4 separate regions of the Mus musculus genome follow, and all the other regions are linked to region 3. The links are chromatin contacts, called in public Hi-C maps. All regions are on one chromosome and are shown on one strand. Each heading gives the region's core, a stretch centred on a gene start, on an enhancer-like site or on the middle of the called end of the contact. The rest is flanking DNA. Distances are from core to core; before and after follow the strand shown. Region 1 overlaps Pard3b (par-3 family cell polarity regulator beta). Region 2 overlaps Pard3b (par-3 family cell polarity regulator beta). Region 3 overlaps Pard3b (par-3 family cell polarity regulator beta). Region 4 overlaps Pard3b (par-3 family cell polarity regulator beta).

Region 1 (6,707 bases), core at 1,637-4,136, 710 kb after region 3:
TTCACAAGCAGCCATCCACATGCTCCCTGAGCTCAGAGCTTGTCAAATCTTCATTGATTTGGGGAACGTTCGGGGCTGTTTTACTATCCGACTCCATAGATTACAGGGTGATTTTGACCCTCATTGACAGTGCCTGATTAACCACAGGCACAGTGTTCTTACAGCCCTGTCATTTCTTTCACGTATCCAAGCCATTGGAGAGCTCTTATTGTTTCTCTTTTAAAAAAAAAATCATAAAGAACAGAGGAATAAAGGACAGACGGATCTGGTGACATGCTGAATGGATCTGTCGAATGTGTGCACAGAAGGTCGATGGGATTTTAAGAGCTGCAAACAGAAGTCATGTGTCTCACCCCAGGCTAGCCAAGATGCCATCATCTGCACATTGTCTAGCAAAGTATTGTTTCTGTTATGGCGAGCAGATCAGGTGATTCTCGTCTTCAGCAGAAAGTTCCAGACAGGCTTGTTTTCCATTAGTGTGCGTTCTGGCCCCGGACCTTTCTGCATGCCTGCCCATTACACGGGGCAACTTGGGTTTTGCTACTGACTTTGTGGTAGACTTAATTACTTTTATCACAGTTCCAGGTGGGTAGTTTCCCAGCCCCAAGTTGAGAGGTCTTCCAGGAACAGTAGAGGGGAGGCACAGTAATGCACCCAAGGACAGCAGCCACCCAGACTTAGTCAAGGCCACCCACAGCCTTCAGTGAGCAGCACCTCTGCCATCTAGGAGGGAAATTAGTACACTTTATGAGGACTCTGACCTGTAGTATTTATGCTACCATATCTCACCCAGACTGGGGCTCTAACAGTCACAGGTTTAACTGAGCTGTGATAAAAAGCAAATATATAAAAGGATATAAGCAATATAGGAAGCTGTTTCTTCTCATGCCGCAATGTGATATAAGCAGTCCTGTTTACATAGTGCCATGTGGTGCCAAGGGCCTGAGTTCTGACAGCCTAGTTGCCCTTCCTCCACCCATGGTTTTCACCTTGACATCTAAGATGGCAAAGAAGAAGAGAGTCCTCTCTCCCAGTGTCTAAGGGTACACATCACTACTTCTAGTATACCCTTATCTAGGCTGAGGGTGTGGCCACAGCCAACTGCAGTCAAGGCAGAAGCATGCGCTCTTCAGCTGAGGGTAGCAGCTCCATAGCTCCTGACACGTATCTCTGCTTTCCTTTCTAGGGGAGGCTCAGCAGATCCCGTGGACTACCTGACAGCTTCACCCCGAGGGCGCTACAATGACAGAGAGCTTCCATACTACCCAGGGCCTCATCCTGTACATGCCCCAAGGGGGAGCTATCCCCGCCCCCCAGATCTGAGGGCAACAGATCTACGATACCCACAGTACTACCCACCCCCACCAGCCCATCAGCACAAAGGGCCCTTCAGACAAGATGTTCCTCCTTCACCACCTCAGCACCAGCGAGTACCGGTCTACCAGGAGATGGGCAGAGCAGGGCCCCGAGGGAGCAGCCCTGACCAATACCCCTATCGTAACCAGGATCCCAGGCAGAAGAATCCCATGACTGCAGCGGTATAGCTGAACATCACAGAGATCTGCCAAGCAAAGAGGACATCCAACAATAATCTTTGCCGTTGCTAGAACCTAAGGCCTTCTCTGGGCTAAGGTGTTCCGTGGTACAGAGTGGCTCTTGCTTCCTGAGGATGCGTGGCCTAACTGCTAATCAGAAGAGAAAAGAGGGACGGGGGTTTGAGGATGTAGATTCAAAATGGAAGAAGGATGCAGTCATGAAAACAGTACTTCCTGATACTTGAAAGGCTTGCAGGATTGGTTGATTCGGTGAGAATGACAACTGATTAACAATCAATGGAGCTATACTATAGTAGCCCCTGGCTGGAAAGCCAGCGCTACATACAACCCCCACCCCACCACACACACACACACACACACACACACACACACACACACACACACACATATAGTACAAGCAATAGCACAGAGGTAAAAGTCTCTCTTTGTCAGGCCCAGTCACCCATTTAGAGACTCAGCCCTATACTTTGAGGTGTGAGACCTATAGAGTGGCAGAGCAGAGAGGCTGCAGATATTCACTGAGAACAAAGCAACCGCGTACATGACTAGTGACCTCTTGGAAACGTTCGACCCAAAGGAAGACTGTATTTCCTTATTTGTAGTCTAGCCTGGGTTCCTGGTACTACTTGTTACCAGCCTTTTGCACTTCCTTGCTTTTGATATAAAAAGACAGTAATTTGAATTTGAATGCAGTATTAGTGTCCTGGGAGGATGTGAGCTGCTCAGAGCTTCCAGAAGGGCGTTCATTCCAAGAACCACAGTGAACAGATGAAGAAGGTTGATTGTCCCATGGTCCTTGCTTTCCCCCTCCTGGTCCCTGGCATGCTTGCTTGGAGATAGCTCCTTTCAGAGTCCTCCTCAAATGCCTATAATTATTTTAGACTTCCACTAAAGGGCTAAAGGATACCTATGAGTGGGGTGGGTAAACAAAACAGAGCCTGCTGGTCAGGACACACCGAGAGCAATGTCCTAGGGATGTCAGTTCCAGACCAAGTGCCAAACAGTACCCATCTGCCCCTGGAACAGCAAGTAGATGAAAGTGTGTGTGTGTGTGTGTGTGTGTGTGTGTGTGTGTGTGTGTGTGTGCACGCATGAGTGCACTCGTGCGCACGCACAAGCATGTGATTACCAGCATGGAGAAGAGAAGATAAAATCGCCTTCTGGATGTTTAATGCGGGAGGAGTCAGGCAGGGAAGTAAAGGGAGATGATGGTAAGATTAAATCAGTCTGCATCTGCTCTATCTCATTACCAAATGTCAGGGCACAGCTAAGGTCTCCACCTGATTTAAAGGAAAAGCATTCTGACGTAAGAAGCTGAAAAGCCACCCTTGCTTCCTTTGAACTTTCTTATACAGCACAGCATCTGAAGCTTCCTGTGTGACCAAGACAAGAACACGTGCACAAGACTGAGAAACAGCAAGAAACGGCCCGGCATTCTGGCTTTCTCAGCGACTGATACATACTTTAAACCTTTCACGTTCCTTCTTCACCCCTCCAAAAAAGTCTTTAGTTCAATATAGACATATTTTGGCTGAGAGTAGAATACCATTGACCAATAGGTTTTACTGAATTGTAGTGTTCTAGAAGCCATAGAGTAGCCATTTGGCCCAATTCTTTTTTCCTTTTTTAATTTGAAATACTTTTGTGGCCAGCAATGATGCAATTGCTGGTTTTCGACGTAAATAGCGTCATTTGCTGGACTTAGGAGAGATCATTATCTAAACCACAATTACTGTGGCCCTCTGAATTATAGACTGTCAAGTTGCTTTCTGTCCTCTTCCATCTCTCTTCAGCCAGCAACCTTACATCATACGTAATTTGTTCCATGGAGTGGAGGGTCCCAGGCTCTGATCAACAAGGTCTTGTGGCTGCCCTGAAGGTTCCCTGGCCACCATGCTGGAAATGGCCTTTCCTTTGAGACAAATGTTACAATGAGGGAAAAATGCAGTGCAGGAGGCCAGAGCATTAAATCAACTCATAAACCAGGAAGGTACTATGAGCCTAGAAGCCACATAGTACCACATAGTATCAGGAAGCCAAAGCAGGAAGGCTTCAAGGTGCGGGCTAGCCTGGACTATCGGGTGAGTTTGAGATCATATAATGAGACCCTGCATTTAAAAAAGAAAATTACTCTTCAGTGTGTTCTATATTTTACTCAAATTTCTGTGAAGCACTGATTTTATCCAAGGCACAAGTTTCCCCTTGCAAGGAGGCTGGGCCACTTGCAGGCTGGCAAGGGGTAGGTGACAGTGCTGTGCTGCAGAGGGGTTGGCCCTTGAGGATGGCTGCTTGGCTCACGTTTCCAGCTCCAGCATGTTCGCCCTAGGTGCACAGCACCCCTACACAAAGGCTACAGAAAAGCTTCTCCAGACCTTGGCTTTGTGTTGTACACAGTCAACACAATCGTTGCTAATCCTGAGAAGCACACAAAAGTCCAAAGGTATTATTAAAGAGAACAAAAAAAAATAGACAACAGCTTTCTGTTCTTGCTTAAAGTATAGCACTCACTGCATCTGATTCTGCCCTAAAGAACTAACATTATATCTGTGACAGAGGCTACAGCAAGCCAAGCAATGGTTAAGAAAAGCTGGGGCAGTAAGCTTTATCAATGCCTGTGTAACATCCCTCCAACTGTCTCCCCTCCAAGGCTACGAGACCATTTTCCAGGGCTCCGGGAGAGCATATGGTTATCTGGAAGTCCAGGCTATGATCAGCAGGTCCCCAGGAGAAGGGAATAGCTACCAGTATATTTACAGCCTTGGGAAAACTCACTAGGGTATCTCTCTGTAGCTGGGAGCTCTATAACAGAGAAAGGGTTTTTAACAGGAGCTACAAACGTGCTGCCGGGCCATCCAGCCTCGTGGGCCCTCTCCTCGCCACCTCCTCCACCCCCTTTTTGTATAGCTAGAAAGGTATGAGAGAGGAAACTCACTGAAAACCCTTTACTCTAAAGAATTCAGCCTTCCTCACGAGAGAGAACGCTGCCTCACTGGTCCACCACGCACCTGGACTGAGGCATGATCCCAGTGGGCTTAACACTGTTTCCCCACAGGGCCAAGTCAGCAGACAAACAAAGGAACCTTTCCTTCAATCATTATTTCATAGCAAACAAAGCTGAGAGGAAAAAAATAAACCCGAAACTCATTATTCTTCAACTTTCAGAACATCTATGTGGAACCCACAGGGCCACATGGAGCAAAAGGCTGATGAATTCAATAGCATTGTAGAGAAGCGGAGCCTTGGAGGCTTTGTGGAGCCTCATTTCTGCTACCAACAGAATAAAATTAAAATAAGACCCACTGCCTTGATTTTTTTTTTCCTTTTAAAGCTAAACCTACCTTGTGAAGGAAATCCTCCTGCAACTTCAGGAAGATCAGAGAGCTGATTTCTCTGTTCCCTGGTCCACAGAGAGACCAAACCTAAAAAGAGTGATTACTTTTCCCCTCACTGGAAATCACCTGCATTTGTTTTCGTTTGTTTTCTGTTTAGTGTTTGAGCAATGTTATAGAATTTCAGGCCCGTGGAAGGAATTGGAAAGTGGTTGATACAGGAATGTGTGTCTGAGAATTCCCATCAGCACTGAACACTGAGATCCACTGTGAGCAGCTTTCAAACTGGCGTTAAATTGGGTAGACGTCCCAGTGCTTCCTGGGTCCATGTGAACAGAAAGTCCAAGTTTAATGCAATTAGGCAGGAGGGTGTTCCATTCAGAAAAGTCCATAATAGTGTTCCTCTGCTGCCTCAGTTCATGCCAACTTAGGGTGGAAACAAGGCTACAGTGAGACAGAAAATTCTTCATAAGATATCCCTACAGAGTCACCTTTCCGATAGAAAGGAGGAAAAATAGAGATCTAAAATAAGCCAGGACTCTCACATGCAACTGTGGCTTCCAGGTGCAACTCTTTCTTCCTCCTTTCCTTAAATAGCCATGCAGTCGCCCACAGCCTGGCTTTTAAAAGTTGGGGTTGGCTACTAAGCTCAGATTGAGAAGTGAACCATTCCCACAGACTCTTTGAGCCCATCTCTTGATCTGCTCTTCAGAAAGTGTTCCGTTCCATCTGCAAAGCTATTTACTACTGGAACATAAAACAAAACCTGTTGTTTATACCCTCGCTTTCTCTCGTCTTTCCTGTTCTTTTATGATTACCAAGTCATCTGTTCATATGTTCTAAAGATAAATTATGTGAAATCATACTTTGGCATATGGGGACGGAGAGTGAATTCTTTACAAACTTTTTAAAGATAATCCCGTTTATATCACCGAAGACATTTTGGATGTTATTGTATATGAGTATATAAATTTTTCATGTTTTATTTTGCATTAAAATAAAGCTTTATTCAGTCAGTGAGATATCAGTGTCTTGATTTGTTTGGGGAACCTGATGAATGATGAGCTAGATCTGCCCCCCACCCCACCCCCACAGCAGCAACATCTAATACAATGGTTCTCAACCTCCCTGTGCTGTGACCCCGAAATACATGTGGTGACCTCCAACCATAAAATTATTTCATGGTTATCTGATAACTGTAATTTTGCTAGTATTATGTATCATAATATAATTTTTTTTGAAAACAAAAGGGTTGTCAATGGGTTTGAGACCTACAGGTTTGAGAACCACTGCTCTAATAGTTGAGTAGCTCTACAGCAACACCCAAGAACAGCAACAGGGCAAAGGGGCATCTATCTGCTGCATGCAGACAAGATTGGAGAGAGAGAAGCTGAACTGCAGTGTGCTCCCAGTACTGACACTAGCCAAGTCTACTGGGAACTCTGGAGGACAGTGGACTCTCGAAGCTTCCCTAGGCAAGAGTGAGTTAGTTGGCTTCCATGCCTCATGGCTACCCCAAGAAAGAAAAGACAGAGGGTCAGGCAGTTTTCTTCAGTTGGGTCCCGGCCTCTGGAACCATCTTTGGTTAGTTTTTTTATAACAGCTGAGAAAATCATCCCTTTGTGGAGGGAGATCAAAGCTGCCTATCATGGTAGCCACAACATCATTCAACACCAGTTACCCCTCTCTTTCTAGAATCATTCTCACCTCATCTACACAAAGTCATCTTTAACATCTTCAACAGCATCACTGTCTCTCTCTTGAGGTCTCGAGCTTATTTTCAGCCCTTCCCATATTTCTAGCAAGTTCGTGGACCTGGCAA
Region 2 (6,142 bases), core at 3,429-5,928, 580 kb after region 3:
CTTCCCAGTAGGCTTTAATAATAAGAGTTCTACTTAGAAAAAAAATCTCAATATCAGTTGATGGTGTTTTTGGTGGGTGGGCTCAGAATATTCTATTTGCTACCATCTCCTGGATTTGATTTGAAATGACCTAATAAGGATAATTCACTAAAAAAAATGATGTTTTTTCATGTATTCTCAATATGTAGCTCAATAGTAGAGCATTTGTCTACATATACAAGACCCTGGATTTACCCGTAACCATCATCCAAACAAACAAAACAAAGAATAACTCTTGCTTTTAAATATAAAAACAAGAACATCTGAGCAATGGGTCCAAACAGCATTGCACTATGGATCTACCAATGGAGCTAGCCATCCTAAGGTCATTTGTTCTCTATGTTTGACTAGCTTGGCTTTATTGTAGTGGTTTCTATCTGCTACAAAAGAAGCTCCTTCGATGAACAGTGAGAGCTGCACTTATCTGTGGGGATAAGAATAAGTATTTAGAATACAATTAGAAATTCCATTGGTTTGGGAAAATGGTGGCAGTTTGTTCTCCTCTAAGGTCTGTGACCTTATATGAGTAAATGTGCTCTGGAGAATTGGCTAGGCTTAAAGAGTGTGGTGTCATCAGAAAGAAGGTCTTATTTTCAAGTTCTGGAAGAAAACCAAAGGCAATGGCTATTTGGTTTGGGTCTATTGGATTCCCTGCCCAACGACTCAAAGGGAGGTTTTCCATGCCTGGCTTGGGCTTTTGTTAGTCTCTGGCTCTGAGGTGGAACATTATTACCATGTATGACATAACTCATCAAAACACACACACACAATTGTATATTTAAGTAAGCTTATAAAATAATATATCAACCTATGGCATTTTCAAATATCCTTGGTGTTGTATCTCTTTTTTTCTCTATTCAATGTGTATATTTATTTATACACATATGTTTAAAATGTATTTGACAGTAAACTTATAAAATACACAATTCCCTGTGGCCTTTTCAAGTATCCTTAGTGATCCTTCCTTCACTGCCTCTGCTCTACCTGCCCTTCCCTCTCCCCATTAGAAGCCTTCCCCATCTGTGTCTCCCTTCATAGCACCCATGTCCCTCTCTCCCCTCTCTAGACTACCGCCCTTCTTGGTCCTTTCCTGTTTTCCTAGATTCTGTGCTTACTTTAAGTTATCTTATCTGCTCTAAGGATTCTGAGCTAGGTTCCACAAATAAGAGAGAACACGCACAGTTTGTCTATCTGGGTCTGGTTACATCACTCAGTGTATTTCCTACTTCAATCCGTTTACCTGCAAATTTCATGATTTTGTTTTCCTTACCGCTAACGAGAATTTTGTTATGTGTATGTATCACATGTCTCGGTTAACCGCTCATTAGTTGTAGGATATTTAGGTTGTCTCCATTTCCTATGGTGAGGAGGGTGGCAGACACCGTGACTCAGCAAGTATCTGTGGAACAGGATGTCAAGTCCTTTGGGGACATGGTAATGAGTGGTAACATTGGGTCATATGGTAGACCTCCCTTTAGCCTTGTGAAGATTCTCTACAATTATCTCTATAATGACTACACCAGTTTTCAATTCCATCAACAGTAAATGAGAAGTCCCCTCCCCCACATCCTTGATCTTAGACATTCTATCTGGGGTAAGATGGAATCCCAAAGTATTTTAATTTCCATTTCCTTAATTGCCAAAGAGAATGAACACTTTTTAAGATATTTTGTAGCTGTTTTTATTTATTTTGAGAACTCTATTAAGATTCATAGCTCATTTTTTAAATGGGACTTTAATTTTCTTGATACTTTGCATATTCTGGGTATTATCCTCTATCAGATATATATATATATATATATGTGTGTGTGTGTGTGTGTGTGTGTGTGTGTGTATGTGTGTGTGTATATATATATATATATATATATATATATATATACACATACATACCCTGGCAAAGACTGTCTCATTCTGTGGGTTTCTTCTTTATTTGACCAATTCCCTTTGGTGTACAGAAATTTTCAGTTTTATGAGGTCCCCTGGAGCTAGAAACTTAGCTCAGTGATTGCGAGTATTAGCTGCTCTTCCAGAAGAGCAGAATTCAGATCCCAGTACCCATGTCAGGAGGCTCACAACCACCTGTAACTCCAGCTCCAGTAGATTGAACATACTCTTCTGCTCCTCGATAGTCCCCCACCCTCACCCCACCCCCAATTCCCACACCTCACCTCCACCCTCACCCGGAAACATAGACTTACACATAAATAAAAAATAAAAGAGAAGGAATTCATTTGGGAGTACTCAACTGAGGCAAGGGACAGTTCTATTTGTGTCATCACTGGATAGCCCGAATGGCCATGGCCCAGCCAGACACTGTTTGGAGACCTTTGAAAAGGGAGAATAATGTGAGTTAACATTTCGCTGCACATTAATTCTTTATAAAAAATAAAGCTGTAGTTTAATTTTAAATGCTAATATGCATATGGTTAATTAAGAAGCCAAAATTGGCTATAAGCTTGGTGAGCGCTAGGAGCGGGGGAGCGAGATCATTACACTTCTGCTCATGGTTAGCTATTTGTGAACCAGCTGATAATGTGCAGAATTAAGATTTCGTAAGTGGCATTTTAAATGAATGGTTAATGGCTGAAGATTAATTAAACAGTCAGAGTTACTGAAGAAAAGCTGTTAAAAAATTATGTTTATAGGCCAGTCACTTGCACACTGAAACAGAAGTCCTGATAGCGATAGCCTTTGTGTGTACCAAGAACATTTTAAAGAAGTGGACTTCATCAGGAGAGAAGCCCAGCTTGGCAGAGCTGTGGCAGTTGCCTCAGGGATAGTCCTTTGGAGGAAAAGCTGCTGTGTAGGAAAATAGACTAGAAAGTGTTTTTATGGAAGGAGTCTTCACTGAAACCTCCGTGGCAGGTAACCAGGCATATTTTATTTCCTACCTGCATGCTGCACATGCTGAGTTAGAGTAGGCAGAACCCATGGGATCTATAAGAAGACTCTATGATGCTGGGAACAGACACGGAATTGCCCTGTATTGTTTTCAGCCCAAGCTGGTCCTTCTTAAGTCTCCAGCTCTTGGTGCTGGGAACATGGGTTTTATGTGTCTGGCTCTACCCTAGGCTGATTCACTGGGGATCCATTTTCCTTTGTATTCAGTGCTATGCTGTGCTCATAGAAGATGCTGTAAAAAATATTTTTTTAAAAATTACTTGCCATAGCTTAACTCAATAAATATTGGACAAATGAATAATGAGTTACTTAGGGGTTGGTGATTAGGACATCAAAGGCTCCTTTAAATACTCCTCCATCCATCCAGCAAACGAAGTATCCTGTACTGACCCATTAGTGCCTCCTGTGCAATGTCTGTGTCCCAGCCTCAGAGGCAACACAGCCTAGTGGGGGAGAGGCAGAAATATAAATGTGTAAATCCCAGTGGTGGCAAATATAACTGCAGGCAGCCAGGGGGTGGAATGAGAAATCGATCTCAGGGTGGGAGAATCCAATGTCTACTTGCCTCTAAACTGCAAGGATGTTGGTTCTGCCCAAGGACAAAGCATTAGCATTAACGTATACTGAACTTTTACATTTCGTTCAGGCCAGTTCCCTGTTTCTAAGCATCAAACCCAAATCACCCAGCCCAGGCAGCTAATTGTGTCCTGTTCAAAAGTTTCCCAGAGTTGGAAATCCTGGGTCTTCCCCCAACAGAGCCTGTACCAGAGTTTAACTCCCTCCTAGCTAAGAAGTTGATTGGTTTCCATTTCTACAACCATTTTTGGGTTTGTTCAACCAGTGAAAGACCCATGAGGCATGAAACCACCCAAAAGCCAGGAGCCATGGACAAGGCCACACCTGTCTGCTCTGGGTTCAACATGTCTGACTTACAGTTTTTTCCTTCCACCGTGTGGGTCCCAGAAATTAAACTCGGGTCCTCACGCTTGCTCACAAGCACCTTTGCTGGCTAAACCTAGACATGCAAATGAGGAAGGTGGGATGCAGAGGGTGGGGGCTACCCCAGTGTCATAGGCAGACCAGACTCTACCCAGTTATACCAACTTCAGAGCCTCAACACTTAACTACTGTACCATGTGGACTTTTGAGTTCTTTTGAAAAATTATTTTTCTTTTCTAAAATTCCATCTTATTATCTGGAATCTTTTCTTCTCGGTGTATAAAGAGCCCCTCCCCCCGGGGGAAAAACCACACAGACACACAAAAAACCCTTTCCTTGTGTAAAGTAATAGCCCTCTGCTGCATAATATCCCCCAGGTCAGCTCTTGCTACAATTATGGGCAGCTGAGTGGCAAATACATCCTGCTTTCAGAGATGCAGTCGAGGTTCACTTTAGAAAAACGGATAATTCAAAGCTTTTCCATTCTCGTAAAAATAGAATGATGCAAAAGGAAAGAAAATAGGTACTTCTTAGAGAAAGGAAGCCTGCCCCCTCGAAGGCTGGGAGCAAACCCTCCTGTCTGCCAATCCCAGAAGCATCTGGGGAGGGTGATGTCCAATAATTGCAGCTAAAAGCTGCATTAATTGACCAGTGACAGTTGAAAGATGCCTCCAGCCAGCATCCCTGCACCCCATGCTCTTTCCATGAGCCAAGAGGGGGGCAGAAGGTGGTGGGCCTCCGTGGGGTTTTCCACACAGAACCTGAGCAGCTAGAACAAGGAAGTCTGCTTCTGAGGAGGGCGCTTAGCTGCCCGGTGAGCTTCTCTTTTCCACCGGATGGATACAGACCACCTGGGGATTGTTTGCGGGAGAGAGACTGTGATTCCAGGCCTGCCCGAGTTCTGCGTGTCTAATAAACACCAGGTGACATTGCTGCCCGGGGTTCCAACCAATGTAAGGCAAACCTTAGCTGATACAGATTTTCAAAACCAGTCAAAATAAATATGCAGCAAATTTAGTTCTAATCTTCCAAGTGTCAGCTGTCATTCCCTCCTGTCAAGGAGATGGCGAGCAACCTCATTTCAGTACAAACTCCGATGTTCCTGAGGCTGGCGGTGCTGCTTCCTGAAAGGGCAGGTGGGCGAGCCTTCTCTTGCCATGTTTGTATTTACTGTTGGCATCTGTGTGTGTGTCTACACTGACCCGAGGCTGCATCGAGAAGGCTCTTGCACCTCAGCAACATGCTCTGTCTCCACAGTTGGACGGGTATAGATTTGAATTTCTTTCCCAAACCTCTAGAAGCCTTCCCAGAGAAGTTTTATCAATAGAATGCATCTCTTTTTTCCATCACACCCCATTCAAATGAAACTCGCTGGCTCTGTTTAGCATCATTTGATTTAGCATTACCTTAGAATAATGCACTTTGCCCTAATTTTGTGACTTGGTGTTATTTTTAAGTAAATGCTAACTCAACTTCTCCAATAAACAGTATCATTCTCTTATATTTTTGGTTGTGAGCCTAACCTTTAATGGCTGAGCTATCTCTCCAGCCCAAATAGTATCATTCTCATTGACTTACATTCGAAATAATCTCAGGGCCTCTGTCTAAGCTATTCGTTTTCCATAGGTTTCATTAAATGCCAATGTTGTGGATTGAAATATTTGGTTCCTTCTTAAGCAGCAACAAAACACCACCACTAAAACCATTGGTTACCCAATGAGAAGAGAGCGCATGATGCTTTTGGTGTTTTGTTTTTCTTTTGTGTGGCTGAGATTGCAGATCAGTGTATTGATTATCACCACTGAATTACAATTAGTGAGACTTCCTTCTGTGGATGAAACATTCAAATTCTAAATCACAGCCACTCCACTCAGACTGTGAGGTTGTCTGCCCTCAGATCAGGCCTCACTTGAAATACAACAGAAACCACATTTGTAATTTAACATTTTAATACTCTCTCTTTTAAAAAAAAAAGCTGAGTAATTTTTGATATATTTAATCTAAACCAATATGTTTTCAAGATATATGCAAAACTGTTTCAAGACTATGTTACATTCATTTTTACATATTTACATGTTGGGTTCACAAAACCTAGTGTATGTTTTAGACCTATATAACATCTAAGGACTCATTCTGATTCCAGGAAGCAGGTAATTGCCAGCCCTACCATGTCCCTTTAAGAAGAAGTGCCCCCACCTCAAGTGCCAGCCACTGCACAGAGAGGCAACCTAAAATGGGCTGAACTACCACAGGCCCAGGTCTG
Region 3 (6,257 bases), core at 848-3,347:
AATTATTTCACATTCACCTGCAAAATTTTATACGTATAGATTATTACAGGTAGGTATGATTAGATCCATAATATAGTATAGAACATATATCTAACAATGTGGAAATGTATCACAATGAGAGGAAATGCTGTTATTGTTTTTGTGGATGGTTGTTTTGCTTCCCTCCCCAGCTCTGTACTGAGCCAGCTGTACAGCTTTGGTCCTTTGTCTTTCCATGCGTTAGAATCCTGTGGAATATGCCCAGACTGATGTCACCCTGTGTACTAGCTGTTGGGACAGCCGGTGAAGGTCATGTGCTGACTTTGATGAGGTCATTGTGCTCACTTTATAGGAATCTTGTAATTATGTACTGGATAAACAGGGATCTTGCACTCAGAAGACCGAGTGGATGAAGCACGGATAAGGAGCATGTATCCACAAACTGACACGCTTCAGGGTCCAGCTCTTGCTGAAGCTGCCCTGCTCCTCCTTCACACACAATTTTACTAGGCTTCATGCTTTGACTTTTTCCCTATAGAACACTTGGATGCCATTCCATCCTTGCAGCAATAAAATGCAGTTACAAGCTGTTAGACCCATTTTAGCAGACAAGGAAATGGGCTCAGAGAGCCAGGGCCCCTGGTTTGAGATCATGCAGCTAGTAAAAGGAGAAACGGGATTCCCATCTGACTCTTGGATCTGTGTTTCTATTCACTCTTCACTCTTCAGAATACCTTCCTACCTATACGCAGTGCTTTTCTCTTTCCTCTTTCAAAATTCCAATTATTTATTTGTTTGTTTACTTATTTATTTACTTGCTTGTGTGTGTATGTGTGTGGTCATGAAAGAAGACAAATTGTTGGAGTTGGTTGTCTCCTTCCACCACATTGGGCCTGGAGCTCAAACTCAGATTACCAGGTTTAGGCAGCTCGTGCCTTAACCCAGTGAGCCATTTCTCCAGCCCAGTGAGCCATTTCTCCAGCCCTCGTAATCCATTCATAAGCAGCTGGTTTATTCCAGATCCACTTTAAATCATTAAGCAGTGTGACCCTATCTGTACATTACTGTTTGCCTCAAGCAGGAGCCTTAGTCCCAATAACCATTATCCTCTGTTCCCAGTCATACTTTTTTAAATGTTGCAGAATGTTATGTCTTCTGTATTGACTTTGTCTGTGTGTGCACTGGGCTTCAAGAGGGCACATCTCCTCCTGGTGTTGCCTTCTCAATGGTCTCTTGGGGAAGTTTGATTCACAGAGAAATTCTTGATCCATTTAGAAGAGCTTCTGTTTAGCTTGGTTTGGTTTTTACCAGTGTTTGTGTGGAACCCAGCCTACATGCTAAACAAGTGCTTTACCTCCAACCCCTCACCCTCATTACCATTTGTACAAAGTTAATCACATCTTACTGGAGGTATATAAAAAGAGGATTGAGTCTGACAGTTTTAAAGTGAGATTTAAAAAGGGGGCGCCTTCTATGAGCCACAGAGCACATCTTTAGCTTGTGAACACCTCATTCACCAAGGACTCCCCTGCAGAGTGACCAGGAAAAACCTGTCCAGAGAGAATCCTCCAGGGTCTCACTGGGGGTTGAGTGACCACCTACATTGTCTTCAAAGCCCTTGACAGGATCTTCAGTTAGATTTTAGGACTACCCTTTCCCTGGCCTCCAAAGCTTTCTGAGGCCTAAAGTGAAGAGGAAAGTGCCCTCTAGCTTGGGGATAATTGCAGTGGGGCTGTTGTAAGACACTGGCTTCAGTCTCAGAGGCAGTGGGTACTTTCCTGTCTCTTGTCAGGCAGAGCTTGTAAATGGAAACTGGTACAAAGTTCATGAAATAATTACATTAAAGACATTAAATGTAGCTTCAGTCTTTTGTCTCCTGACATAGAATAACCCAGGGGACCTTTCACAGAGCCCTCTTTAAATACATAATGGTTACAACTGAATCCAGTTGGTAAATGTTGTGTGCAGCTAGTTTAAATGCAAATATTTTCTAAAAGTAGACTGTATAGAACACTTTGTGGTGAAAACCAACTTTTTCCCTTCTGCTTTTCATTGTGGAATTTGAAATGTGTTTCTGTAGATGAAGTATTTGTTGAATGAGTGAAGGGTTCTGCTTTCATGTTTGCTCTCTGTCTCCTCTCACTTAAGGTCATACTAAGCCTTAGCAAACACAGGCTTAAAGGTTAGGGCCAGGCTAGCCCATCCATCTGAGTTGCTTAGACCCTTCCCCAACCTTCAGCTTTGCCTCACGGGAGCTATTTCCTCATTTCTGGGTTGATCCTGCTCTCAAGGCCAGAGGCCTCTGGACACTCAGAGTCTGCTAGCTCTCTGTGGTTCTCCCTCACATCGTGCTCCTATTAAAATTTAAATTGTATTAAAATGTGTATTACCAGTAGAAGCCTCTGCCTGATATTGTCTGAAGACTTAACTGAAATGTACTTAATTTGCAGACCCAAATATGAAAATCAAAGCTCACTGTTACAGACATTCTGCAGAGTGAGTTTATTTAAGGAAAACAGACCACACTCAGCACTATCACCCACAATGCCAGGGTTTCCTGAAGGCTCAATCTATACTGAGTTTCTGAATTGACACAGAATAAACAGTGGTAATTTTTTTATTCCCTGAGATGCAGGGACAGCAGTAGAGCATACACTTAGTAATGGGATAACTGGAGTCCCTGTGTAGACAGAAAAGCTCCGTGCTGCCACCCATGCCTTGAAAATACTACATGTCAGTTCAGAGGCGCCAGTTAGGAGCCCTCCCCTGCAGCTTTGTTCATTTCAGTGAGAGTTACCCTGGCTACAGCAATTTAACTATGGCATGTTTGTTCTTAGAACCGGGTAACTTCCTCAGACTGAGCATATTAAATTAGTTTCAATTTCCTGCCGAAATTTATAGACAGGTTGTAAATGAAAAAGCTGCCTCTGCTCTTCATTATCACTGTGCATTATAGTTGTTTTAAATAAAAATGTTATTTACTCGCACCTACTGTCAGATATAAAACTACAGAGGCACCCATCAATGGTTCTGTTGGCACCGTAAAGAAAATGTCATGTGCCAGCACACCTGGCTCTGTGTTACAGCATAGAGTTAGTGTTGCAAGGTGACTTTGATATGTCAGAAAAGCTAATTACGCCCCATCAAAGGACTGAAGAAATTGCCTTTTTTAATGAAAAGTTTTTATAGGAGCTGACAATGATCTTAGACAAAGCAGTAAAACTTAGGTATATAATTATATAAATTCTTTAAATTCTTATTAGACTTTGTTAATTGACACGTTACTATCCACTAATACAGAAAAAATGTTGAGCATACAAGCAGAAACAGGGTAAGACTACAAAACACAGTGGAAGCTTAAATTGAGTCTCTCTATTCTTCCTTTCGAATACAGTCCCAATTTGTCCTGATAGTAATTTGTTTAAATTATAACTGTATCTGTTCTGTGTGTATGTTTATGTATGTGTGTCTACATGTGTGCCACAGCATGCATAATGAGGTCAAGACTAGCTTGTTGAAGTCAATTTTTGCCTTCAATCATCTGAAAATTGAACTCAGGTCATCATACTTGGAGGCAAACACTGAGTCATCTTTTTGTGATATTATTTATGAACATGTATGTTATTTTATAAGACTATAATAAATATTATTAAGAATTACCTCTTAATAACATATATACATAATGCAATAAAGACACATTTCTTCCAATAGAGATTTATTGCTCACATCTCTTCTCATTTCTAATATATACATATATATTATACATAAAACATATATAAAAATACATATATATATGTTTGTCTATGTGTCTATGGCATATGCATACCCATATGTGAATTAATATTTATTTTTTATGAGGAGCCATATCCAGGAGAAACATGAAGTGAGTCCTGCTGTTCGTTACACCAGGATTAAGAGCAGAACTTTTATTGTTAGCTTTGACAGAATGTATGTGATTATTAGTGATGTCTTTTTTAGAAAATTGCAAATTACAGGAATGCTACTCAGGAAGAAAGAAATGAAGCATGCAGTAGTTATTTAGGGTTTACAAGATTGACAACGATTCTCCCCCCTTGCAGAAGGTTCAGTACTTAAAGCAGAAAGCTGTAATTGTTGGTTGCTTTGGATGCCCTTAGCTATTTGGGATGTGGAAAAATGTATGCTATAAATGTTTTACTCCTATAATTGTTGTCACTTCAGAAATGGTTCAATTATAAGTGCTTTGTAGGAAAGATGCACGAAGAAGTGATTTATAGCAGCATTCTCTGATGATGGCAGTTCAGTTTTTAAGTGTAAAAATGTAAAAGAGGTGAACCCATTTTTTTGTTACTGAATGTTGCCCAGGTCCCTGAATTCCCCTGCGTCAGCATCTATGACATTGACTTAATAGGAAGCCATGACAGAAGCATCTGCAGAGTGGTTGACTGCCCGTGTGTGGAGTAAGGGTGCTTCTCTACTTAAGGACATTGGGATCAAAGAGAGCCTTTATGCAGTTGACTGGGGCAGATCCATTGGGCTGGGACTGTGGGTAAGGAAGTTGATTTCCTGTGTTACTGTTCATCTTACAGTCAGTGACACTGGGCAAACAACCTTGCCTCTTAGAGGCCTAGGCATGATGTAACCAACATCTGCATCACTTCGCTTCTATAGCTCTACCATGCCATTTAGGAAATAAGTATTAGATTGATCTCTTGTAGGTTATCTCCACAGCCATATGCTTTAATGATTTGAGAGTATAGTACAGGATTCCCTGGTAATTCTCCCAGGTTTCTATTGTATCCTTTGTCAACCTAACAAAGTTTATCAATTATCATCATTAAAAGGTTGGGGAATTGGGTTTTGGATTCAAAGCAATGTGCTTGTTATATACTTTCCTGTGCCTAATCAATTTGTGTACTTACAGCTCATAGCTTAATTGTGAAATTAGGTTTGTAGAGCCTGAATATCACTGGGCTTATGTTTTCTGCCAATGCTGGGTTGACTGGCCAACCAAAGCCACGTGCCAGACTCCCATCAGTTTGAAACAAACAGGCTCTAACTGATCACTAGTGGAATTTCTATGGAAAAGCAAGGCAGGGCTCCTTCACTTTGATTGTTTTATTAAGTGTGAAATAGCCACACATCTTTTATATTGATCCGACAAAGTGTGACTGTTCTAAGGGATGCGTTCCTTTGATGTCCTTGGATTGTGGTTCTTGAAAGGAAAAGATTTGATCTGTGATTTTCTTTTCCAGACTGCCAACTTTTAATACATGGAGATTGCTCTACCAAATGACCCTCTTTTCTGAAAGAAGCCTTGCAGTGTTTTCAGAGGGGCTGTCATTGCTCATGCAAAGAAAGGTTTGCTGGAGACTCAAAGATATATTTGTGACTTAGAGTTGTTGAGCATGTTGGATTTATCAGTTGCTTGCCATCTCTTTTTTTCCCTGGTTTCTAGCAAATTCCATGTGTGTGTATGTTGTATTACATATGACATGTGAGATTATATATGTTGTATGTGTGTATCATGTGTATAGAAAGTGAGGGCAGGAAGATGGTGGTCAAGTACATAGGCAGTTTGAATATTAGCTGAGTGTGCCAGAGGGTTGTTATCACCCAGAAAGATGCAGCTGACATGGGGTTGCACACAAATGACTTTCCCATGGACAGGATATCTGGTCTAACTACTTTAAAAAATTGCATATCCCTACAGGGAGCCCTGGCTAACTAATGCAATAATTATCTAGGAGTGGAGCCAACATCCTGTGATTATATTAGAACAAACATGCTGCAGTGTTTTGGCTGATGTATGTTTCTTTGCATCTTGATTCAATGTTTTATTAAGGAGAACGTTGGAGAAGCCTTCTAAAGAAACTCGTTGGGATCACCTGTGGTATAAGGTTAGGATGTTTCTATAACACTTTTTTCATCTTAAAACATAATTTAAAACAATTGATGTCTACTTCATACTTAAACACAGACACATATGTATTACAGGAAAATATGACTTTGAACGTTAACTTTTAGCTACTTAATTGAAAATTTTCTATTATTATTATTTTAAGCTTGCCAATATGGCGAGCACTTTTGTTTGGTTGGTCATTCCATATGTGCATATCTATCTGTTTGTGTATTTGTGGAACAGATTAGCACCTCAACATCTATAAGTTGATAAATTTTAATTTGGCAGCTTTTTCTTCACAGATGGTCTTATATTCTATACATAATTTTGTTGATACATTGACAAGATTGCACATTGAGCAATATTTAAACTTTCTTTTTTTCCTATATTCTATTTA
Region 4 (6,604 bases), core at 484-2,983, 620 kb after region 3:
GACTAAGACAATAACATACTCATTTTTGAGAAGCATATATTCCTTTAAAATCTTGAAGCCATAAAATGGAATAAAAAAAAGCCGTTAACATTATGTATACAGAAAGAGCTAGCTTTTTGTCACCACTACAAAATACCTAAAATGACTAACTTTCGAAAATAGAAGGGTCACCTGGGCTCACAGAACTGAATTACAGTTTCACCCATAATCTGTGTGGCCCATCGTTCTAAGCCTGTGGTGAGCTACCACATCATGGCAGACAATGGGTAGGACAGCAAAATGGCTTAATACATGGCCAGGAAACCAAAGGGAAGGATCAGTGCCTTGACTACCTCAGTACATACCAGAGGCCCAACCACAGTAACCAAAGAACCGCCAGTCAGGCCCCCACCTCTCAAAGGTTCTGCACTTCCCCCTGAGCATCACCCTAACATAGGGGTTTTATGGGACAGTAGAGATTCAAGTTCCTTTCAGGGAGTATGCATTATCTGCTTGGTGAATTGGCTCCCTGGGGCTCCACGCACAGTTCCCACCCCAATGGTGGACTGTGTCCGCAGATCACTGTTCCGCTCAGAGCCCAAAACAACTGCACTGAAAAATATAAATGATGTCAAAGCAAGGAGAAGGAGGGGACCTACTGCACTCATGAGTTAAGTGGCTTTGGCGAGACCTGAAGCTTGATTGAACTAGTCACTGGCAAAACATGAAATGCCAGTTTAATGGCAGGAACTTGCTCACCTGGGTTTCAAGAAGAGATGGAATTGCAGAGGAAAGGAAGTAAAAGCAATTGAGGGTTTTTGTGGTTGGTGGTGGTGGCTTTAGCCCTTTATGTTTCTATGTTGCTTTCACAGGAATACACTGCCGTGCACGCTGTATGGGGGTGAAGCTGGGATATATAACATGTGAGTGAATCTCCAGCTTTTAAACCATAGCATCAATCATCTTGAAAGGAGGCAACATGTTTACAGGCAATCCCCAACACAGAAATAAACTGTGTTGCCGAGACTCGTTTAGAAGTTGGCAATTTAGAAGGAGACATGGATTTCCCATGGGAGTAGGGGAAAGATTGGTTGTGGGGCTTCCCAAACCAGCATCCAAATTTCCACTGAAACTCAGTAACATTGTGCTAATCACAGTGCCATTGGCTGGAGCAGCAGTAGGGACCTCCAGAGTCAGAGGAAGAAAAGGACATTTTCTTCCTCCTTTCCTGGACACATCCATGTTTGGCATATTCTTCTGGCCCTGCCTGTAAATGTCTCCCTTGACCTTTAATTGTCCCTGACTTCCTCTATCATGGCTCCCCACTGAAGCTTCACTTTTCCTTCCAAAGTCCAGTGCTCAAATTTACCTCAGCCCCACCCCAGGAAGTTATCATTTTGTCAGCGTTTGCCCCCAGAAGTCCATTTTGACCCATCAGGTGTGTAGAGGAAGTATAGGAGGGAGGATTAGGAGACTGACTGGAACAAGCCACTCCCACAATGGACTGCTCGGTCTGTTCCCTGTCACTCTGTCACCTCTCTGCCAGCCTGTGCTTTCCCCCTGAGACTTCTCCTTGTATGTAGGGCCCATGTTTTGTCACATGGCCCTGTCTGACCGGCTTCCTGTGATCAGTGATCTGATTCTGAAAATGGAACTGATTTCTTCAGTAAACTGCTCCTCACATCCTCCAAGGGAAGCCCTTTGTTCTATATCTGCTTGCTGGATCCCATAACACCAGTTATTCTAACAGGGGCCATGACTCATCAGCCCTGCCTGACCATCTGCTCTGGAAGCCAGATACCCTAAACCGCTCTGTCCACTCATCCTGTCTTTCTAACACAGAAATGGTGAGAATTGCTTGAGCAGTGCTGATTAGAAACATAACAGGCAAGCAGAGCATTTAATCGTAAATAGATCAGGATCATAAGTGATTGCCCGAGTATGTGTCAAGGTTACGCCAACTACTAACTGGGAAAGTGTGGGCCATTTCTGTCTCCTTTAACAATCTGCTGATGGTGCTGTTTCATGTAAGTATGGGATCACGTATATGATTGCACGGGAAGCACTTAGAGTGGTCTCTGACATTGTAGGAAGTGTTCCATAAATGTTTCCAATGGTTTACAGGCCAACGTGTTTAGACGCCATTTATTCCACTGGCTAGACAACCATGTCTCCTTAGTCATTATCTTCCGTCTTTAACCTCTGCTCATTCTGGAGTTCTGGGTCACTATACAGTGCACACTGCATCGTGGGAGGCCCTCCAGCCACTCTCACTGTGCTACCTTGGAGAGACACATGATGACTTCAGGAGGCGACTGTCAGCTTGGTTAGTAAGCAGTATTTTGGCAAATTCCATTGCTCCAAAGGTCAATATCTATTTTCCTCTCTCCCACACATATACTTTTCTTCCTAAGGACTATGCCTTTCATCTTTGACCCTAGGGCACCCCTAATCTCTTTAACGAGCTTATGCAAAAATCAAAGGCCAGCAGAAAGTTGACTTCAAGTAGCTTCTGCTTTCAGCTCTGCAAAAACCCCAAAGCAAAGAAATATCAACTGCAGGCCGACCAAAGAGTGAGGGTGCAAACCAAAGAGATACATACAGATTATTGCTTAATGAATTAAACAATACCAGATTATTGATAACAATGACATCGTTTATTCAATGCCTACTCAACCTAGTTTTGTACAGCATATCTCAAACAAAGATGCTGTGATGTAGACATCTTTAACGCTATTGTATAAATGATTAAACTAAGACTTTGCTCCATCACCACACAATCATTGACCAAGCTGATTTTCAAATGTGGGCTAACTCCCAGAGCAAAGAGATGAAAAGGAGAGTCCAGCCCCTGGCAGCTCTTTAGATACTTTTTATGTAAGGGGCAGGGAGAAAGGGAAAGATTTCCTGTTTCCCCTGTCTTTAAGCACTCATATTTAAACACTGTCAAAACTGTTTCTCTTCCTCTGCTGAACGACTCTTCATCATTCCTAGTTTGCTTTGGAACCCAACAGGACTGAACCAAAACCCACGTTTGGTATTATTTTTTCAGTTCCCTTTAAAAGTCTAAACGAAATCATTCTTTTTATGTTGTAATCAAATAAGTTAGCCATCTCCGGGCTCTAACCCAAACCTAAATAGAGAAAAAAGCAGAAAAATGAAAGCTCAGAACCACATTATTTTTCCATAATATGTCAAAAAAAAAAAAAAACCCTCTATGCTACACTTACACTCAAGTGAAAAAAGAACCCTTTCTGCCTCTAATGAGCAATTAATTCCAGTTCAGGATGTCGAGTTTAGAAGAAGTTAAGTTCCCCCAAACCACAACCGTTTGTGTTGGATCATGCTGAAAACCCAAAATTCCAACTTCTCAATAATAACATTCTTTTCTTCTACTGCAATGGGAGAAATGACCATTTTATGTAATATAGGAGGGACCATAGCAGAAACTCCTATGAATTCCAGATTGCCTAAACAGTCCTCAAAGCTGTTTAAAATCAGTTGGATGTGTTTTGTTTTAACAGAACTGAAAAGGCCTAAAATAAACTTTGGGTACTAAATTAAAAGGAGAAGATGATGTTTAGAGTAAAAGATATGAAAATCCATCTAACTGGTGTTTGCAGCCCTTCAAGTTGACAGCAGTGCAGAACTTGTAGGTCATGGCGTCTTCCTAACTATAAGTCACTTGGGTCACAACCGTGGCCATCTTGTAATTTCTTTAAAAAAAAAAAAAAAAAAAAAAAAAAACGTTGGCGTCATAACCATTCTGAAGTTTTACAACATTTGGTTCTTATTTAATATCAACTATTCTGATGTTATGGTGGGAAAAAGAAAATTTATAGAAAGCCTGCCTTTTGGATTCATAGGAAAGATACGGAATCAGAGAAAACCCTGAAGTGATGGCCGTGGGTATCACAGCCAATGCCATGGCTAAGGCAATTGCCATTCCCCCCAGTGACTATGGTGACTTTTGAATAAAGCTGTGATACACATCAGCATCTGTGACTTTACAGCTCTCCCAGGTCTCTCATCCAACACTGTTTCATTGTGAGCCTTGAAATCACAATGCTAATTTTGTTTATGAAAACATACAGAAGTTAGTACCACTGAATTATACAGCTAGGCTGACATGTCACCCTTCCCATTCATTCTAGGGAAGGATCCTAAAGGACAGGGTATGATGTGGTGACTACAGGTCACTGAGGAATTATTCCCTTTCCGACTTTCAAGACTGAGGGAAAGTCTGTGAATCACTTTTCAAATGATTTAGCTGCTCTGTGTCATCTCTGACTCACTTGGCTCCCTGACTCAGGCAGCAAAACTGGAGCAGCACATGTGCAAAACATGCGTCTTGCAGTTCTTCAATCCTTTGTTGGTTATTCGGGTTATTCGCCCAATGAATACTGAGTGATGTATGAATGCCTATGAAAACGTACATTGTGCCCAACAACTACAGCATCCAAACTCTCCAAAAGCGATGAAAGATTCATATTTTCTCTCTCTCGCTCTCGCTTTCACTCTCCCTCCCTCCCTCCCTCCCTCTGCCTCTCTCTCTGTCCCTCTCTCTCTTCCCCTCCTTCTCTTCCCTTCCCCTTCCCTCCCCCTCTCTTTTCCCTCTCTCCCTCTCTCCCTCTTTCCCTCTTTCCCCCTCTCCCCTCTGTCTCTCTGCTCTCCCCTTCTCTCTCTATCTTTCCCCCTCTCTCTCCCTCCCCCCTCATATGTATGTGTCTGTGTCTATGTTTCAGTCTATGTGTATGTGTGATGTATATGCACATAAACATATTTACGCTTTGGAATTTCCCCCTCAGAGAAACAGTAGGAAATGTTGCGTGAGAAAGATATTTTCCTTCATGATCTGATGTCTTTTCTCTAATGAACCTTCTGGCTCACCCTGTAATAATGGATACCCCCAAACCATGTGAAGACATCTCCGTTTTTCAGTTATACTCCCCTATCATCAGTAATTGCCAGAGTCCCAGATTGTTTGTGAATAGCAAATCTCATTTAGTTCCTTAGATCTACCAGTTAGTTCTTTCTCTTTCATCTATTCAGTTGCAGACCCAGCTTCCTGTTTTCTGAAAAATTCCCTTTACAGTAATTTCCAAGTTTAAATGGTCAGGCAGCCCATAGGCATCAATGTTCTATATCTGTGTGTGGTTATGAGGGAATCAGAGGCTCACATTCCAGACCAGGAAATCATGGTCTCATGATGAACGTGAAGGATGGCAGTGGGAAAAAAATCTTTTAAAATAGTTCTTAAATTGGTGACTTGGGGGAGACGCTATTGTGTCTAGGAGTTTGTGGTTTAGGTGTGGGTTTAGACTGCTTTTGACATTTCCCAAATTCAGACAGAAGAAAACTTTCTCTTTTCTAGATGTAGATGCAGATATGTGAAGTTAAAAACTGCAGTCCTAAGACCACATAGCTGACAAACAGGAAAAAGCAAACACTTTGTTTCCAGCATTCAGTATTTCCCCCTTGATGCACACCAAAAATCTGAATCCTTTCCCATTTAGAATCTCCTAAGGTTTTGCTAGTTTTCTGCAAGATTTTATTTTCAAAATAAGAAGAAAATCTATTAATGTTCTAGCATCATTTAAGGAAAAATGATAGCCTTGTTTTTACTTTTGTTTGCATATTAGACCTAGGACTGGAGATCATATTTCAAGGTGTCTGGTTGCTTAGTTACGTTCATTCATTCATTCATTCATTCCTTGGGCTTCCATTCAGTGGCAACTTTACACCAAAAATTTACTTGACTCCAAAGACTCAGAAGTGAATAAGGAGTCCATGTCAGTGAAAAGGGCAGACAGGAACCATAATTTCATTTAATGAGATATTTCTGAGTAGTTATACAGGAAGAAATCGGTAAGTGAAGTATAAGATGTGGGGGGTGGGTTAACCAGGAATTAAGATAGATTTGCTTTTATCCCTATAAGTTCTCCCTTATGTACTTGGCCTTTCGTTATGTCTGCTCTGAGGGCAGTCCGCCTCAAAGCAAACTTCTGCATCTAGCAATCACCCTCTGCAATTTACGAACAAATATAAAGTAGCTTTTAGAGTATGTCTAATAATGAGACTGTTCTTGAGGTCCACCCTCTCACTCTGGAGATTTGCTCATTCATGTACCACAGCAGGACCAGTTAAGTTAAGGACCTAAATCAGCCCCAAAGGCTCATTTTTCAAACTGAGTCTCATGGCTTCTTAAATGATCATGGGATCAATTAATTGGACACTGTTGTCATTCCTAGACTATTTGAATAAAATAGAATATATCAGAGATCATGTATTATAATTCTGGTGGGGGAGATTTTTGTTTATGACCAAATGCATGTACATACTCACACACACACATACACACATACACACACTCAAACACACATGTGGGTAGACAGACAATCACAGAGAGATAAGCAGACAGACAGAGCTAGAGATAGGGAGACAGAGGGAAAGACTGGTCATGATATAAATTATAAGTCTTTTATGAACTATGATTCAAACCTGCAGTCTAGACTCTAAGTTACCTATATGGTTGTTAATCATTTCATTTAAAATGACTTGCATGGTATTTGTGTCATACTGGGGATTCAGAGAATTTTTATGAATTAAGACTAAATCCTATCTG

What was found. Hi-C and Micro-C count contacts between places; a contact is called where the count stands out from the background.
Region 1: a Hi-C map of the N1E-115 cell line shows a contact between it and region 3, with 6 times the contacts expected there. The contact joins two enhancer-like sites. A contact is called at or near these places in 1 of 484 Hi-C or Micro-C datasets (the N1E-115 cell line), 1 of 115 datasets of contacts at active chromatin or transcription factors (T-cell acute lymphoblastic leukemia) and 1 of 9 other capture datasets (embryonic stem cells).
Region 2: a Hi-C map of the N1E-115 cell line shows a contact between it and region 3, with 6 times the contacts expected there. The contact joins two enhancer-like sites. A contact is called at or near these places in 1 of 39 promoter capture datasets (hippocampal neurons) and 2 of 484 Hi-C or Micro-C datasets (the N1E-115 cell line and olfactory sensory neurons).
Region 4: a contact with region 3 is called in a Hi-C map of the N1E-115 cell line, with 4 times the contacts expected there. The contact joins two enhancer-like sites. A contact is called at or near these places in 2 of 484 Hi-C or Micro-C datasets (the N1E-115 cell line and liver) and 1 of 115 datasets of contacts at active chromatin or transcription factors (embryonic fibroblasts).

What each region holds. Positions count from the first base shown.
Region 1 is chr1:62,636,380-62,643,086 of GRCm38.p6, forward strand. It overlaps Pard3b (par-3 family cell polarity regulator beta), which reads left to right. Exons shown (of 23, transcript NM_001081050.2): 23 at 1,187-5,905. The coding sequence ends at 1,544. Among named protein-coding and RNA genes, the nearest start is that of Nrp2, 64 kb to the right of the region's middle. Within about 2 kb of position 2,887, at least 18 of the 459 cell types and tissues checked have an H3K27ac peak or open chromatin away from gene starts, as enhancers often do. A contact at or near this core is called in the N1E-115 cell line, where this site is marked.
Region 2 is chr1:62,500,808-62,506,949 of GRCm38.p6, forward strand. All of the region lies in intron 20 of Pard3b (par-3 family cell polarity regulator beta), which reads left to right. Among named protein-coding and RNA genes, the nearest start is that of Gm34881, 22 kb to the right of the region's middle. Within about 2 kb of position 4,679, at least 7 of the 459 cell types and tissues checked have an H3K27ac peak or open chromatin away from gene starts, as enhancers often do. A contact at or near this core is called in the N1E-115 cell line, where this site is marked.
Region 3 is chr1:61,925,529-61,931,785 of GRCm38.p6, forward strand. The region is part of intron 2 of Pard3b (par-3 family cell polarity regulator beta); the gene reads left to right. Among named protein-coding and RNA genes, the nearest start is that of Pard3bos1, 63 kb to the left of the region's middle. Within about 2 kb of position 2,098, at least 19 of the 459 cell types and tissues checked have an H3K27ac peak or open chromatin away from gene starts, as enhancers often do. A contact at or near this core is called in the N1E-115 cell line, where this site is marked.
Region 4 is chr1:62,547,433-62,554,036 of GRCm38.p6, forward strand. The region is part of intron 21 of Pard3b (par-3 family cell polarity regulator beta); the gene reads left to right. Among named protein-coding and RNA genes, the nearest start is that of Gm34881, 25 kb to the left of the region's middle. Within about 2 kb of position 1,734, at least 28 of the 459 cell types and tissues checked have an H3K27ac peak or open chromatin away from gene starts, as enhancers often do. A contact at or near this core is called in the N1E-115 cell line, where this site is marked.